2 separate regions of the Anser cygnoides genome follow, and region 2 is linked to region 1. The links are chromatin contacts, called in public Hi-C maps. All regions are on one chromosome and are shown on one strand. Each heading gives the region's core, a stretch centred on a gene start, on an enhancer-like site or on the middle of the called end of the contact. The rest is flanking DNA. Distances are from core to core; before and after follow the strand shown.

Evidence for each region. Hi-C and Micro-C count contacts between places; a contact is called where the count stands out from the background.
Region 2: a Hi-C map of liver shows a contact between it and region 1, with 2.8 times the contacts expected there. The contact joins the promoter of NBR1 here to the enhancer-like site in region 1. A contact is called at or near these places in 2 of 7 Hi-C or Micro-C datasets (both in liver).

The regions. Positions count from the first base shown.
Region 1 is chr22:6,575,997-6,579,079 of Taihu_goose_T2T_genome, reverse strand. No RefSeq gene overlaps it. Among named protein-coding and RNA genes, the nearest start is that of ETV4, 19 kb to the right of the region's middle. Within about 2 kb of position 1,784, at least 2 of the 3 cell types and tissues checked have open chromatin away from gene starts, as enhancers often do. A contact at or near this core is called in liver, where this site is marked.
Region 2 is chr22:6,623,806-6,626,885 of Taihu_goose_T2T_genome, reverse strand. NBR1 (NBR1 autophagy cargo receptor) reads left to right here and starts at 1,475. Exons shown (of 21, transcript XM_013200897.3): 1 at 1,475-1,778. The coding sequence starts at 1,677. It overlaps BRCA1 (BRCA1 DNA repair associated), which reads right to left and starts at 1,318. Exons shown (of 23, transcript XM_013200906.3): 1 at 1,080-1,318; 2 at 493-591. The coding sequence starts at 1,132.

The DNA.
Region 1 (3,083 bases), core at 535-3,034:
TCTTAACAGAAGTGGGAGGATTTCATAATTCCTCTGTTCCTGTTACATGTTCTTGCAAATGGGCTGAAAACGCTGTATCTGCCGGGCTGTTTTATAACCATTTTTCCCTTTAATAACTCGAGATTTTTAATTCGTTTGTACTGGGATTTAATTTTTTTTTTTTAACTATGTCAAAATCTTCAAGTAGATAGAAATCAGTTCAGTAGGTGCCACGTCAGCCAGTGGGACGTGCCTGGGTAACCCTGGCTGAGGGGAATCGGTCTGTCTGTCCGTCTGTCCTACAGAATCAAAGCAAAACGGGCAGCAGTGGCACTGCCTCCGAAGCAGGCACGAAGCTAACGGAGGGAAATGGAAACAGGTGGCACCAGGCAGCAGCACAGAGGCCAACCTCCGAGGCACGTCGGGTGCCATTAGCTACTGCAGCTAACGAGCTCCCCCGTGGTCCCTCCCTTCCTGCTGCTTTGCTTTCTCACCTGCTACCTGCCCCTATTTCCAGGAGGGCCAAGAGAACAGTGATTAATCCCCCGAGCAGAGCAAGCGGCGATCCCCCCGAGGTGCGTGGCTATCCCTTGGTTCAGCCACTCTCTTTTGGGAGAGTGCAGCTCTGGAGGCTGGGCTCTGCTAAGGATTTTTTTTGGGAGAGGAGTGGGTTGCGTGTGGCTGTCCCTGGCTGCAGGGAGCAGGGGATGAAGGGGATTTTTTCCCCAAGTGAGGAGCACGCGGTGCTCTGGGGCAGCAAATTTTGGGGGGGGAGGACCGAGGGGCAGCCTCCTGTCGAGGCTGGTTCCTCCGCTCTCCTCCACCCCCACATTTAGCATGCTGGCGGGCGCTTCGTCTCCTCGGTCTCTCAGCCATCAAGGCGCTGAGGGATCAATATTAATTGTGCGAAATGGGCTCCAGCGTCGTGGCAGATTACACCGTTACCGTGATTCCAACGCAGGGGAGGATGGGGAGATGTGCATGGGTGTCATTAGGGCCGATTCATTTATCAGAGCGAATCTCTCGAGCATATTGGCAAAACTAATGCCAATGTCTTTTTCAGGAGTGTTATACGTCCATAAAACATTACAAGGAGTCAAATGTCCTGGTGTTATTGCCCCTGGAGTTATCTGTGCTTTTCCGTGGCTGGTGTAATGGTGTGAAATGCGTCTGTCCAGCGCGGTGCTCGATGCTCCGTGCTGGGGGACAGGACCGGCACCAAAGCAGCAAAAGAATATCTGCTGCAGCTGGCTCTGCCTTCAGCTTTTTCTGCATAAAACACTTTCAGCTGACTCTATTGCCTTCCTGGTCAGTGCTCAGCCCGTAAGGGGAGAATTGCTGCTGCCCTTGCCCTTAATTATCACCACTCGTACTTATTTCAGGGCATGAAGGCTGTCAATAGAAATATTTCCTGGGTCAGCCTCAACAAATTGCCTCAGAAAATCCTGTTGATGCGGTTCTCAAGATGATTCAGCTCTGCTTGCAACCTGTTAGGGCTAATTCCTTTGCCCTAGACAGCACACGCTGAGCGTACATCTGGGACATGCTGTAATGTTACATGTTAATTATTTACCATGGCCAGAAAGGAACTTTGCATCGCGCCCTGGGTAAGGGATTTATGGTTCGTCCTGCTGGGCTCTGGGCTGTGGCTATCGGCGGAGTAACAGCAAGGCCGCGGTTACAACAGCAAGCACGCTGGGAGGAGGGGGGGAAAAAATAAAGCTAGAAAAAAAATGACATTAGAAAGAAAGGCCCGCTGAGGATTTATTTCCAGCTGGTCCCAAAGCATCAGAGAGAAATAAGCCACTCAGGGAAATCTTGAATATGATCAGTGAACTATAGCAAAAAGTGTGAGAATATTCGGTATATTTGCATCCAAGTGTCAGTGTTGTTAGGAGCAGAACCCCATCGTTAGAGGGTTTTCTGTGACGAGTGCTGTCTTTCTCACCTCTCCCACCTGTCTGATGTGGGGCAAAGCTGTGCTGTGAGTTTCTGTGGGGAAGGGACACGGACGTCCGTGCTGTGCTGGCACCGCCACGTGCGCCTCTCCCCACCGATGTGCCAAACGCATGCGGCGCAGGGAAGGGCAGCACTGCCGCCTGCAGAAGTTTTAGCAACTTTGGCACGTGAATATGAATAACTGGGGGGGCGATGCTAAAAAATCCCATGTGGTGGGACGGGGCCGGCACTTCCAGGAGCAGCACACGACCTGGTGACACTCGGCTGTCATCCCCAGGACCTTTCCCGCAGCAGCAGCCTCTCCTGTCGTGCTGAACGGGGAGCAGGGTGCGTTCAGAGGCTCCCTGCTCTCCGAGCTGCTGTTATAAATCTCTGCCCTTCGGAGGTCACCGCCCTTCAGTTCTGAGAACCTGATCTCGCCGATTCCCAGAACTGCTCCGCGCGGTATCGATCTGAGCACTGACTCGACAAATCCGAGCGAAACGTGGGGCTCCAATTTCAGGCGGAGGGGGATCAGCCCCCCGAATTCCCTTTCTGGAAGGAAGGTTGGCAGGGTGAGAGGGTAGCCCGAAGAATAGCAGCCAACAAACACAAAACGCTTTGGGAATCCTGCAGAAGGAGCTATCAAACCAAAGCAAGCTACCAGCTGCATTTGTTGGAAAATAAGAGTAACACGGCAGGGTCCATCCCACACCTACAGTTTAGCTTTTCATTACCATGAACGCTTCCCTCGGAAACATCTGCCTGCCTTGAGGAAGGAGGCAGATGCAGCAGGACAGGGCCCCTCCACGCCTGTATAACCGTGTGCTCAAGACAGAGACGAGGTGCAAGGAGAAATTGCTTTAATTAAAACCACGGAGCTCATCTCAGTGGCTGGTGCGTGGTCAGGACGGGAGCGTGGGCAGCGCTCGCTGCAGCCAGAGGTTGGGTGCTAGGGGGAGCATTGAGGCTGGGTTGCGAGTGTGACTGCCTGTGTCCCAGTTTCAGCTAGGATGGAGTTAATCCTGGGAGGATATCCAGGGAGGGAAGCGTTTGTTTCTGGACCACCACCAAAATCCAGAAGCGAGCCCCCTTCCCTATACTCTCGCTTAGGTGCCCAGGGCTGCAAGCTGGGCAAACCCAGCGCGGAGGGGAAGAGAGGACCA
Region 2 (3,080 bases), core at 226-2,725, 48 kb before region 1:
ACTTAAGGATTTAAAAATATTTGCCACAATAGACAAAAAAAAATCTGCAACACAGTTCACCAGCAATAAGTCCTTTAACAACTGATCAGACATTGTAAATATCTAGGCATTAGACAGAAGTTATGCTATTTTTGCATTTGCTTACATTGCAGAAGTACAAACCACACTTACCTTTCAGTGACAAAGATCCACATGGCTTTACAAACAATGCTCTAATCAGATAAGTTATGTGGATAAGTTTTTTTTTTTTTTTAACTTCAATTGGATAGAGCACCGACTCACGGAGGTGGCAACACAAAAACAATGCTTGCCAGAACGTACAAGCAAAATGCACTTCCTGTCTTGCATTTGCTCTTAGATAACATCAAAGTTAACTCATTTTAAAACATTACTCCTTATATTTTCTTATGACCACGCCACTCACAAAACGCTTCACCAGAAGAGGAAGAAATAAAGACCAAACCCCAACGTTGTGCGCTTCCCCGGCCGTACCAAATAGGGCACTCCAAGTTCTTCTGCATAGCCAAGAGCACGTTCTGCACCTCTCCAACGGCAACCACGGCCAGGTCCATGCTTCGCGGCCCGAAATACCTGCAAACAGTGAGAAAAACACGAATAATCGGTTGCGTTCCTGGACCGTCCCGCTCTGTGATAACGTTTTCCCCCCACACGCCACGAGGGCCACGGAATCGCGGAATACCCCGAGCTGGGAGGGACCCGCAGGGATCACCGAGCCCAACCCCCGGCTCTACGCGGGGCTACCCCAAAAATTCAGCCCTGAAGATTCAGCCCCGGGCCCGAACCTCAGCCCCTGGCTCCGGGGCGAGGCTTCCCGAGCCTCCCGCACCCAAGGAGGACCCGAAAGCGCCACGGGACGGCTCCGGGCCCCGCCGCACGGCCTGAAGGGCGCAGGGGGGAGCCCCGCGGCCGTTCCCAGGGCTGCGGCTCGGGAGGAGGCCGGGAGGAGGCCGGGAGGAGGAAGCCGCCCGGAGGCCGCACCGCTCCCCCCTGCTCCTCACCCGCCCACCGCTGCCCTGTCGCATTTCGCGCCCTTTCCGCCAGCCAGAAAAACAACACACCCGAACAGCCAATCGCACTCGCCGACTGCGTCACGCGGTCCGAGAAACGCCATCTTATTCGCTGCTTTTTTGGCGAAGGGCCCTCCCTCTGTTGCCACGGCGGGGAACGAGGTGTCTGATTGGCTGTGATGTTCCCTCGTGACCTCCGGCTCCTCAACGGGAGTTGCGCCCGTGCGGCACGCTGCATTGTGGGAGCACCGGAAGTGCGCGGCCGTTGGCTCGCCGCCCGTCCTCCCGCTTCCGGCTTCCCCGGGCTGTGTTATTGTTGTGCTTCCACCGCGCGCGGCCCCGCCTCCCGACCAACCAGCGTGGCGGGACGGCTGAGCGACAGGGCGGGCGACCAATAGCATCGAGCGGAGGGCGGGGGGGGCTGGCTGGGGTCTGTCCGCCATGTTAGGGCCGGCAGGGCGCTGAGGGGCGGCAGGGCTCGGCTCGGCCGGGCCGGGGGCGAGCTGAGGGGGGTGGCGGGGGTTGAGGTGGCGGAGCTGAGGGGCTCTGGCTCCTGGGCCTTTCTCGGCTGGGCCAGCGGCTGTCTGAGGGGCCTCCCCGGGCCCTCTTGAGGGGTCTCCCGGGGCCTCTCGCCGCGAGGAGCGGGCCATGGAGCCGCAGGTGAACCTCCGCGTCAGCTGCCGCGGGGAGACCCAGAGCTTCCTCGTCTCCGACTCGGCGCACACGACGTGGGCCGACGTGGAGGCCATGGTGAGTCTGGGGCCCGGCTCCTTCTTGTCCGGCGCCTGGGGGTTAAAGGGGGTGGGGGGGTGTTGCTGTGCGGAGTGCTTTGCGGTTCTGCCGCCTCGGGGGGTGTTGGAGCCTTTTGGGATCGTTTTATGTTTGGAGTGGGGTGAAAAGCCTGTTCTGGAGAACGTTTCTGATGGGTTGGTTGTGGGGTTGGTGTTTGGTTTGGTTTGGTTTGGTTTTGGGTGGGGGCAGGCAGCCTGAGCTGTGCGCTCTGCTCTATTCCAGTTGGCGATGCTCGGTTTTGCTTACCCATTTTTTTTTTGCTTTCCCATTCTTTTGCCCATTTGAGTAGATGTGGTTGGATAACAGAATCATCTAGGTTGGAAGAGACCTCCAAGATCACCCAGTCCAGCCTCTGATCTAACACTACCAAGTCCTCCACTAAACCATATCACTAAGCTCTACATCTAAACGTCTTTTAAAGATCTCCAGGGATGGTGACTGAACCACTTCCCTGGGCAGCCTGTTCCAATGCCTAACAACCCTTTCAGTAAAGAAGTTCTTCCTAATATCCTACCTAAACCTCCCCGGCGCAACTTTAGCCCTTCTCTGTTACTTACAGAGGATTTCTCTCTTTCTCTCTCTCTTCTCTCTTTTTTTTTTTTTTTTTTTTAATCCTCTGGGATGTCTAGTCGCTAATGCATGCTTTTAGTTTCCTGGTGCCTTTTGTACCCGTGTGGCTATAACTGTTCTTGCCAGCAGGCCTTGCATACCTAGGCAGGTGTTTGTGAAGATGTGCGTATCAGATACTTGACATACCGAGGAGATTGTGTCTAGCTTTTCCAGTGCTATTTAGTGAAGACACTTTTGTTGGATGTGGTTTATGTTGTGCAGTTAGAATTCCCAGAGTTAGGATGAAGCAGCAGTGATGAATTTAATCAAGTTGATTTAACTTTTAATCAAGTTGATTTAATTTTCTAGTAGCTCTTCTGGTTGTTCTGTGTTGTTCTAAAAGTTGTATCTTAAGAGAGAGCCAAAAAAATGGGTAATATAGCCTACCTTGTGGAAGGTTCTTGCATGGTCACTGCCTCAAATTAAAAGCGTGAGCTGCATCATTTGCTTTCCTCCTTGTATTTGAGTCTTGTAGAAGGTCAGCTGCTGTCCTCCTTCTGTTTGAGTCTCGTAGAAGAGGTGCTAGGTCAGCCTTAGAACAGCTGGTAGCACATAGCCCCTGCAGGAACGCCTGAACGGGTCAGAGTCCTGCTTGTATCAAGGCTGGAAGCAGGTTGCAGTGTGGGCGCGGTGTCGCTCTTAAGCGCTCGG